2 separate regions of the Hordeum vulgare genome follow, and region 1 is linked to region 2. The links are chromatin contacts, called in public Hi-C maps. All regions are on one chromosome and are shown on one strand. Each heading gives the region's core, a stretch centred on a gene start, on an enhancer-like site or on the middle of the called end of the contact. The rest is flanking DNA. Distances are from core to core; before and after follow the strand shown. Region 1 has its middle 57 kb from the start of LOC123403525. Region 2 has its middle 22 kb from the start of LOC123402651.

Region 1 (5,842 bases), core at 221-2,720, 890 kb before region 2:
TGATGAATATGTCTTCATACACGATGATCTCTTTGTTCTAAGTAATGCACATTTTTAAAAATACACAATAAACATTTTTATTACATGTTAAAATTTGTAGAACATGACAAATATTTTTCTAAAACGTTATAAACATGTTCATTAGACGATGAGGAAACAAGAGTACGAAAAAACAAAAACTGAAAGAAAAACAGGAATAGAAAAGTAAGAAAAGCTAAATAGAAAGAGTAGCACAAGGAAAAAAGATCAGAGAACAAAGATAGAGGAAACAATAAAACTAATATAATAGTATAAAGGAACAACCAAACAAAACATAAAATGACCCAAAAATGAAAACACCATAAAACAGAGTTAAACCCAGGTCCAAAAAACCAGCGCGAAATCCCAAAACCAAAAAGCAGAAAAAAAACCCGAGAGCGCCTAGTCGCCGCTCGCTACGGCAACCAGTTGAGGCTTCGCACAGGGCGACCCCCGACTGGGCCGGCCCTGTAAATGTGCGACATCTGTACTTTCTGTTTCCATTTTCTGTTTTTTTTCATTTTTCCTTTTTTGGGTCGTTTTTCTTCCTGTTTTTCTATTTTTATTTTTCCATCAATTTTTAAAGAACGAACATATTTTGAATCTTGAGAATTTTATAAACCACAAACAATTTTGAAAAATCCTGAGCAAATTTGGGACCACGAATAAATATTCAAAGGACACACATTTTTTGAATTTTTGAATTTTTTTTGAAATGGGGAAGTATTTTGAAAACACTGAAGAAATTTGGAAGCGTGAACAAGTTTTTAAAAGCATGAACATTTTCTAAATCATGAGAACAAATTATGAAAATTAGAATAATTTTGATAAATCCTGAAAAAATTCATAAATATGAATAATTTTGGAAAACATGTACATTTTTTGAATTTTGAGAACAAATTTCGAAAAAAAATAACATTTTTCGAAAAACATATTAAAAAATCCGAAACATTTTCGGAAAATCAAGAACATTTTCTGAAATTCCACAATAGTGATTTGAAAATGTAGAACATTTTTATAAAAATGAAAAACAATTTTCGAATTTGAAGACCAATTTTTGAAAATACCAAACATTTTTTGGAAAACAGCAGAAACATTTTCCAAATTTGAAGAACATTTTTTGAAAACCCAGTACATTTTTTGAAAAGCCAGAAAAGTTTTCTAAAACAAATATTTTTCGAATTTGAAGAACAATTTTTCAAAATCCTGATCATTTTTCGAAAATCCAGAATTTTTTTGAGACAGAAATAGAAAAGAATAAAGAAAAAATAAAAGGAAAAAAAACCAGTTCAGGGAACCTTTTAAAAAGTTTCCAAAACCGGAAAAAACCCGGCAAGGAAAGTCTAGAAGTTTCCCAAAATCGAGATCCCGTAACCAGTAATGTGCCGGCCCAGATCGCGTCGCTCCCTTTTCATCTTGTGCGAAGCCCCAACATCTTAACGCAATGTGCGTCCTATAGGATTTTTCAAGAAAATCGACCCAATCTTCCCTGTTACTTGGCCGACTCATTCACTACACATCTAGGCGAGGCCATGCCATATTATTTTTGGCTCATAAGTTCTATTACTCAAGAATCAACCGAACAATCGTGTTTACATAAATTGATGACCTCTAGGGTCTTGATCCCAACCAGATAACAATTTTACTCTCACTTCTATCAAAACTAGCTAAAAAATCACTAACTAAAATTTAACTACGGTTGATATGTGCAATACGAGTGGTTCGAAGAGACTTCAAGTACTTTATCTCTGCCACCAAAACACATAGATTGATCTGTTAATGTCGTTCAAAATGTTCACCACTATAAGTGAATCCATCTCAATACAAAGTGAAAATTCCGTCCGCTGAATAACAAATGAATAACCCCTTCTTGCATGCACATATTTCTACTTCAAGCGTATCCATGTTGAATAGGAAGCTTCATAGGAAGCATCTTATTTGACATTCTTTGCGTCAAACAGGAGGGTTGCCACATATGGGCGTCCAGAAAGAGCCGGTCCATTGCATCTACCGTAGTGATCGAGCGAGCAGGAGAACCGTGTACTCTAATGAAACGGTATACTATAGCAAAAATGGTGTAGTGTAGCACCCCGATGTACTGTAAGGACCAGTACGGTAACCACCCGATGTACCATGGCTAACATTTTTCTATTTTGTGGGAACATCTTTTTGTAAAAATGAACAATTTTTGAAAATGATAATCATTAACATATTTTTTCTAAAACACGGTCAATCTTGGAAGTCTTAATTTCTTTTCTGAGAACACAAAGATTTTTTGAAATTATGACCTTTGAAATATTAGATTGTTTTCCAGAAAAACATGAGAAATATTTTAAATGCAAAAAAAATTCTGGAAACGTTTTTTTAATTCCACGAGTTTTTTTCAAAAAAAGGACAAAATTTAAAAGCAAACAATTTTAACATGCTATTTTTTTATTTTGAAAAAATGAAAGATAATAACATAAAATTGGTATAGGGAAAATAGGAAAATTAACAAGAATGTCTAGAAGGTTCAAAAACAGATTGAACCGGATTGGGACTTCTAGAAAATTCTCAGCACCGAATAAGGTGCTATACTTCCTATTTAGTGGACCGTCACATTTCCATTGGCCCTAACTTCCTCCCACCTCGCAGGTGCATATTGACACCGGTTTGGTCCATTTACATCCTTGATGTACCAAATTACCTTTTAGGGGTAAGAGCATCTACAACCAGACCTTTTAAATCCTTCTCAAACGTCCGGACAGGCTGTCTGGTCATTGTCCGGTCACAAAAATTTGATTCGAACGGACCTTTTAAACCGGCCTCAAACATCCGAGTTGACCGGCACCCCCAAATATGGGGCAAATACGGGGGAGCCTGGGCGCGTCCAGGCACGCCCGCGTGGCCCACACTGGCCCGCATCGACACCACATATATTCGTCCTCATCTGCTGGCCGGACCCAACCCTAGCCACTTCAGTCCACTTCCCTACAATCCCATCTGCCACCGAAACTCACATTCGGAGATCTCCATCCATCTCCGGCATGGCCTCCAGCGGATCCGACACCGACAAGTCCGAATCCATCGACTAAGGGGTCGTCCTGCGCGGAGTGAAGGAGGTAATCGTGGTTTGCATTGCACTCCGCCACTTCCCGAAGGTCAGCGCCCGTCCGACAGGAGGATCTGTCCGCCACGATACTACTAGGGAAAACCTTATACACAAAACCTTTGCAGCAGCGCTGGATAAACGGCGGCGCTACCGCTACTAAGCAGTAGCGCGGCTTTAAGAAACACGCTACTACTAATATTGCCCCACAGTTGCCACCAGGCTAGATTTAGTAGTAGCACGCCCCAGGTAACAACGCTATTGCTAACAGAATAGTAGTAGCACTTGTTTCGGACCCGCGCTACTACTAAGTGGGGCGTGCACTTATATGGTCTTCGCCCCCGCACGCCCCTCTCTCTCACTCTCTCCCTCTCCATACTCTGCGCCGCCACCGCCCCTCAGTCCCTTCCTCTCCACTCTGCATCGCCGCCCCGCCGCTCACTCCCTCCCTCTCCCCCTCCTCACTCTTTCCCTCTCCTCTCTGCACCGTCACCCCGTCCCTCACTCCCTGCCTCTCCCCTCCTTCCTCTCTCCCTCTCCACTCTGCACCGCCGCCGCCACAGGTCCTCACCGGCGACCTCACCCCCGGCCCCGACCCCTACCTCGACCCCGATGACCTCGACCCCGACCCCGACCTCGACCCGGTGACCTTGACCCCTGCCCGGACCCCAACACCGACCCCGGCCTCTGGTGAGACAACCCCAAGCCAAGGGTTCTTGCTAGGATTATTGCTAAGGACTAGATGATTCCCCGAACGTTGTTGCGGGAATATTTGCAATATATATTGTGTTTTATTATTGTATATTTGCTTGATGAGGTGTCATACTTGCATGTTAAGAAACATAGGTTAGTGGGCGCTAGCTAAATTCAAATGAGATGATTCTTGTACAAATGATAACTAGAAAGTAAAAAATTAAACGATAAGAAAACTTTCTCATAGGAATTTGTCTCAACATCGACAATGCCCGGCCCGCATCCTCATCGTCGAGTGGTCGGCGAGAGCTTTCTTGACAGGCGTCATGTCCGGGACTGGGCTCCGCCAGGTTGGCATTGGGAGGTGCTACCTTTCGGGGCGCACACCTTGGTGCGGAATCCGGGTCTTGTCGTCGAACCGGAGCTGCTTTAGTGGCGGTCGCGTGAGCCACTATCGGTGCGGAGGGAGCCGGCCCTCACGGAGGTGGTACGTCACCGTGTTAGGGAGGAGGACGAGCACGTCCGTCGCTACATGGCTGCATTGGATGCGAGGTTCTCTAATACCTAGCAGGTTCTTCACTGATATCACCCGAGCTATGATCCGGTGATGGTTTCTTATCTTTGGGTTGCCACCGCCTGCGTCGTAAGACATCAACTGGATTTGTATTACTGATATTATACGATAATATTCGAGATGTATTAAAGATAATATTCGATGATGCATTAACAGGATTATTTGAGATGGTGTATTAGTGATATTATATGATATTATTCGAGAGTTTTTAGTAAAAAAATCAGGTACTTTCGGTTTGTCGTTGCTCCTTGTGTGACTTTCATGTGTGTTCTTGATCGAGGAATCCCGACTGTTGTTGTGGGGGGCTCTTCTTCCTCTTCTCTTCTTTCGATATATACCTTGGTATAATGCGCAAGGACAGGAGAGGAGAAGTGCCATCACCGACGGTCGAACTACTAGTGTGAGAAAGTGTCCACCAACATATATACACCACCATATCAGTGTGAGAGAGTGCGCACCAACACATCATGAGATATGAGAGTTATTTAAGGAAAGCCTCGACTAACCGAAAGTCAAGTGATACTGAATTATGTCTATTTGCACATGTGTATGTTATTGCAGGGAACACCTCCTACTGCCTAAGTTTTGCGTGGAATGTTGATTTATTTCTGTTCTGGCAAATTTCAGGTGCTCAATATGTTTTATTTTAATAATGGTCATGCTGATTTTTGAACACTGGAAATGTCTGACGATGATAGGATCCCTGAGTGTGAACTCTGTGGTGAGGATTACGGTTTGTGAGATAGGCCTCACATGCGAGAGGATAGGTTTTTCACCATCAAGCTTGACGAGAGGGTAGGCCTCACCTTACATTGCTAACTAGGCTACTATTATGTTCTTCAACACAAACTGCCGAATGATGTTGTGCCTCCGTTGATGCATAGCCAATATAACTTGTATAGCTATATCATGATTATGATGTGACGACATGATTTGTGTTGGATGATATGATGAGACTATTACGTGTATGATAATCATATCATAAACTGGCAATATGCTCATCATAGAATACTGTATAAAATATGTACAAAAACAACGCAAGTACGTACCAAAAAAAAGATATGTGAAAATATAGTAGTAGCGGTCTTTAGCGTTGTACGCTACTGCTAAGCCACTTAGCAGCACTTAGCGGTAGCACTTGTGTGGACAACGCTACTGCTAAGTAGGCATAGCAGTAGCGCGGGCCGAAGCGCTACTGCTAAACGTTAGTCGTAGCGCTGTATCAGTAGCGCGGTGCCCCGCGCTACTGATATCCCTTAGAACCGCGCTAATGCTAGGCTTTTTCCTGGTAGTTCGACTCCACAGCATCCGCTCAAAGGACGCTCGGTTCCTCTTAGGCGGATCATCTATGTCCTGACAGGCAGATCCATCGACCGGACCCGCGAACTTTGAGTCCCACCGGGAACAGGCTGCCCGCTGTGGGAAGGAGAAGTCACGGATCGCTGAGGTCTATCTCGCGAAGGAAATGG
Region 2 (5,225 bases), core at 2,461-4,960:
GGACAAAGGAAAATGCATACGGAATTAACCGAATCCTCGGTATCGTGGTTCAACCGATAAAGGTTTTCGAGGAATATGTAGAAACCAATATGGGCATCTATATCCTGCTATTGGTTATTGACTCGGGGGGCATCTTTGTCATGTCTACACAATATTCGAACATGTAGCGTCTACATGCTTAATGTCGCAACTTTACTGGGTGACTATAAAGGTACTCTACAGGTATCTCCGAAGGTGACTATTGGGTTGGCGTGGATCAAGACTGGGATTTGTCACTCCGTGCGACGGAGATGTATCTCGGGGCCCACTCGGTAATACAACATCACAACAAGCCTTGCAAGCAATGTGACTAAGGAGTTAGTCGCGGGATCTTGTATTACGGAACGAGTAAAGAGACTTGTCAGTAACGAGATTAAACTAGGTATGGAGATACCGTCGATCGAATCTCGGGCAAGTAACATAGTGAAGGACAAAGGGAACAACATACGGGATTAACTGAATCCTTGACATAGAGGTTCAACCGATAGATATCTTCGTAGAATATGTAGGAGCCAATATGGATATCCAGGTCCTGCTATTGGTTATTGACCGGAGAGTGTCTCAGGTCATGTCTGCATAGTGCTCGAACCCGCAAGGTCTCCACACTTAAGGTTCGGTGACGTTTCAGTATAGTTGAGTTATAGGTTTTGGTGACCAAAGGTTGTTCGGAGTCCCGGATGAGATCCTGGACGTCACGGGGAGCTCCGAAATGGTCCGGAGGTAAAGATTTATATATAGGAAGTCATGTTTTGGTCATCGAACAAGTTTTGGACTCATCGATAGTGTACCGGGAGTGCGGGGAGGGTGCCCGGGGACCACCGGGAGGGGTGTGACGACCCAAGAGCCTTATGGGCTGTGAGAGGAGGCGGAACAGCCCCTGGTGGGCTGACCGAAGCCTCTCTCAAAAGCCCATGCGCCTAGGAGTGGAGATAAAAGGCAAAAATCCTTTAAAAAGGAAAGGAAGGAGGAGTCCTCCCAAAGTAATCAACCTCCTTGTGGGAAGGTGGACTCTTCCTTGTAGGGTTCGTCTCACCCCTTCTCTTTGGAGTAGGGGCCAAGGCTTCCTCCTCTTCCTCCTCCTATATATACTAGAGGTTTTGAAGGTTTTGAGACACATAAATCAACCACGGCTGCCTCTCTCTTCCTCTAGATATGTTTCTCCTCTAGTCTAATTCAGCGGCGCTTAGCCGAAGTCCTGCTGGATTAGTTCACCACCACCACCACCACGCCGCCGTGCCGGAGAACTCATCTATCTATCTGCCCCTCTTGCTGGATCAAGAAGGTGGTGATCGTCATTGAGTTGTACGTGTGCTGAACGCAGAGGTGTCATCCATTCGGCACTAGATCGGGATGGGTCGTGATGGGATCGCGGGACGGATCGTGATGAGATCGCGGGACGGGCTGCAACTTGGATCGCGAACATGTTCCACTACATCAGCCGCATTATATACGCTTCCGCTTAACGATCTACAAGGGTATGTACATTCACTCTCACCTCTCATAGATGATCATCATCATGGATAGTATTGCGTGTGCATAGGGAAATTTTCGTTTCCCATGCAACATTCCCCAACATGCATCTCCTAGATCAGATCTTGGATGTTTACAGGGAAAAAATTATTTCCATGCTTCGTTCCCCAACACCCTAAACACAAGGACGACTGGAATTACTGCGCCTTATATTCAACAAGTAGTCGACAAACAGTCCTCGACGGTACGTGTGCGTAATTTGATTCACCCGCATCTCGCTATCTCCCGAGGCGGTGCTGGTTTCCCCTGCCCCAACCTGAGTGATTGATGTGGTGTTACTCCGACCATCGGCCTCCCCCTTGCCCAGGTATAAAACCCCCACCCCCGTTCACCGACGTACTAGTCCTCCCTGCCCTTCCCCATCACTTGTAGAATCATCCCCGTCATCGACGAGATCCACGGTGGTGATTATGTGGTCGAACAGAGCCGACGTCGAAGCAGCCGACAACGCGGAGCGGCTCCGGTGGGGTCGCGTCCAAGTAGCCTCACACGGGAATAGGAACTTGCCCATTATGGCATCGTCGTGCGTTCGACCGTCCGACTGTCGACGGGGTGGCTCATCACCAAAGGCGGCTACGCGTTCGAGGGCCCGCCGCCCCCACGACGAACGACGTCAGTGCTTCTGCAAACAGTGGAACCTGCATGGCCATCACGAGTTTTGGGAGGGATGCATGTTCGACGAGGTGCTCGCTGCATATCAACAGTAGGATGTTAGGCGCGGTGGAGGACGCATGTGTGTGGTCGTCCATCCTCTAGTGGCGCTCGTCGTTGAACGAGCGTCCAAACACGTGTCGGACATCCATCCTCCGGCACCGCGTGCACTCACAAAGCGCAAAGTCAAGAGAATACCTAATGTGGGGGAACTCGGAGAGGCGGACGAGCCTCACGACACATCGGGGTTGCTTCACGCGGTTTGCAAGTTTATGATGGCCCCGCGATTCTACCACCGATGATTAAAGAGGTTGGCGACCCCGACGACTTGTCGAGTTAGAACGTCTCCCTCTACAAGTCAATGGAGGCGACCGACGATGGGCTTAGTTTCCTTGACGACGACAGTGATTACAACAATAATGCCGAAAATGGTGACACCGACGATCTGAATTTCATCGTGCTAGGTGACGACACCGTCTAGTTTAGGTTTTTTTTTATTTTAAATTCAAATTTCTTATAAATGATGTAATATTTCCTAAATGTTGAATGACATTTGAATTACTTGCAAAACGGCACGTACATTGCAATGGAAGAAAAGAAGTCATAATCTCTAATGTCAATAAACACATTTTACTAAAATCATGAACTTTTTTAATTCATGAACATTTTATACTGTTCACAAACATTTTAAAAAATGTGAACATTTTTGAAAATAAATTTCTTGAAATGACAAACATTTCTAGAATCTACGAACATTTTTTTGGAAATTGGTGGAATAATTTTCGGAATTTATGATTTTTTAAATGTGTGAAGTTTTTCGAACCAACGAATATTTTATGAAGTAATAAAATACTCCCTCCGTACCTAAATATAAGTCTTTTAAGATATTTCACTAGGTGTCTACATGCGAAGCAAAATGAATGAATCTATATTTTAAAGTATGTCTATATACATCTGTATATAGTCCATTAGTGAAACCTTCCAGAAAGACTTATATTTAGGAACGGAGGGAGTAGTTTTTAAATTATGTGCATTTTTAAATTTTAGGATATTTTTCAACCATGAACATTTTTTGAATTGGCGGAATTTTGTTAAATTTCATTAATTTTTCTAATATACTAACTTTAAAAAAAATCATGGAGGTTTTTTATTTCCCACACATTGTTTTTAAATTTCTGAATATTTTTTAAAAATCACAAACATTTTCTGAATCTACAATGATTTACAAATTATTAAACATTTTATTTTAAAATCCTAAATTTTAAAATGTCCAAAAACATTTAAATTCGAAAATTATTTAAATTATAAAATAATGAAGGAAAAGAAAAATGAAAATTTAAAAGGAAATTTAAAAGCAGTTTGCCTGTACATGAGACGGTCTAATCTGGCGCGTTGTGTAATCCCCTAGCGTCCAAACCCTGTATAGAAGGTTCCTACTGGGCCCGGCCAGTCCGCGATTTCTTTTGGTGAAACGTCGTATTATTGTTTATTGATGGACATCCGGGCATATTTCTTATTTGGCGCGACAAGCGATAGTTAACATGCACTTTTGTTAACTGTACCGGCCCATCTAGACGCTCGGGATGCTTTTAAAAACATTCTATGAACCTATTTGAATATTGAATATTGATGAACTATTTTAAATTTCAACGAATATTTTTTAAGGTTGATGAACTTTTCTAATTATTCATGAACTTTTTTGAAATTTGATGAACATCTTTTTGATGGGGGCACGCAGCGACGGCTACCGGCCCTAGTATGACCAGCACATGCGTCCATGATATGTGGTTTTGGGTTTCAACAAGATTTTCCTTTTCTGAAATTATGTCGGTGAATAAAGGCCAACAAATAGACACACATGTCGTACTGTATATATGATGTCAAAAGTCGTTGAAATCACGCATGCATGCCTACTATGGGCATATGCCCGATTGATGGCAAAGTTGAGGACATTCCTAAGAGGTCCAAGAAACAAACCATTTTTAAAAAATGAATTTAATAATATAAAAATATCTAAAATGTGAAATGTATATAAAATAACTAGCAAGAGTAATTAATAAACAAATTAATACCAAGACATTATTATGTCTAAATAGAATAAAAATTGGACAACTCATATTTATAATTAGAAATCAATAAATAATTGAAAATATATTATAGCAGTAAGAAACGCAGACCGGTGCATGTCCCTCCGGTGTTGTCGTGTTGATCCTTGAGTGCTTACTAGGCCGGTCGAGTGCATATTGCATTAGTGCTCCCCGCGTACCCCCGTTGGTTTAGTACCACTTCACCGTGCAACAGCGGCGGACCTATGTTGAGCCGAATGGGGGCCCGGGCTCAGTCAATTTCTATTTTTACTATTATAAAGCCTAATATTTTACTAATTGGGCTCCCAGTTAATCAAATATTTGGTCCCCAGTCACTTCGACCCCCACTGAATTCTTGAGCTGGGTCCTTAATCAAATATTTGCCCCCCAGTCACTTCGGCCCCCATTGAATTCTTGAGCTGGGTCCGCCCCTGCCGTGCAAGGGGCACGTGGACTGGCTTAAAGTACCGGACGCACCCCACCCTATTGTGGTCTTCTCAACTTATCGTCGTGTCTTCTGCTAAAAAAAACTTATCGTCATGTCTTCTGCTAAAAAAAACTTATCGTTGTGTCTTGGCGTGGCCGCCCAAGCACGTGGAAAAAAATTACAGCCATTTCATGGATGTAGAAAAACAATTTGCTTCAAAACGCGTCCTTCTGACCTACCTGGACACCGTCCTTTGAACTGGGTTTTAACATATAGGTAATTTATGAAATGGCCCCAATTTTCACATGACCTACCATGACCAATTTGTTGCAACACATGTGTCTATTTATCAACCTTTTTTCTTCAAGAAATGTTAGAAAATGCAAAATTTGTTGAAAACCAAAATTAATCACCTCACATGGATGCTTGTGTTGGTTATACAAGCACATGGAAACAATTGGGGACATTTCACTGAAGTATTTAATATCATA

What was found. A called contact is a pair of places that touch in the nucleus more often than the background predicts.
Region 1: a contact with region 2 is called in a Hi-C map of leaf, with 2.9 times the contacts expected there. The contact joins two enhancer-like sites. A contact is called at or near these places in 3 of 6 Hi-C or Micro-C datasets (leaf and seedling).

What each region holds. Positions count from the first base shown.
Region 1 is chr6H:185,743,884-185,749,725 of MorexV3_pseudomolecules_assembly, reverse strand. No RefSeq gene overlaps it. Among protein-coding and RNA genes, the nearest start is that of LOC123403525, 57 kb to the right of the region's middle. Within about 2 kb of position 1,470, at least 2 of the 3 cell types and tissues checked have open chromatin away from gene starts, as enhancers often do. A contact at or near this core is called in leaf, where this site is marked.
Region 2 is chr6H:184,854,831-184,860,055 of MorexV3_pseudomolecules_assembly, reverse strand. No RefSeq gene overlaps it. Among protein-coding and RNA genes, the nearest start is that of LOC123402651, 22 kb to the left of the region's middle. Within about 2 kb of position 3,710, at least 1 of the 3 cell types and tissues checked has open chromatin away from gene starts, as enhancers often do. A contact at or near this core is called in leaf, where this site is marked.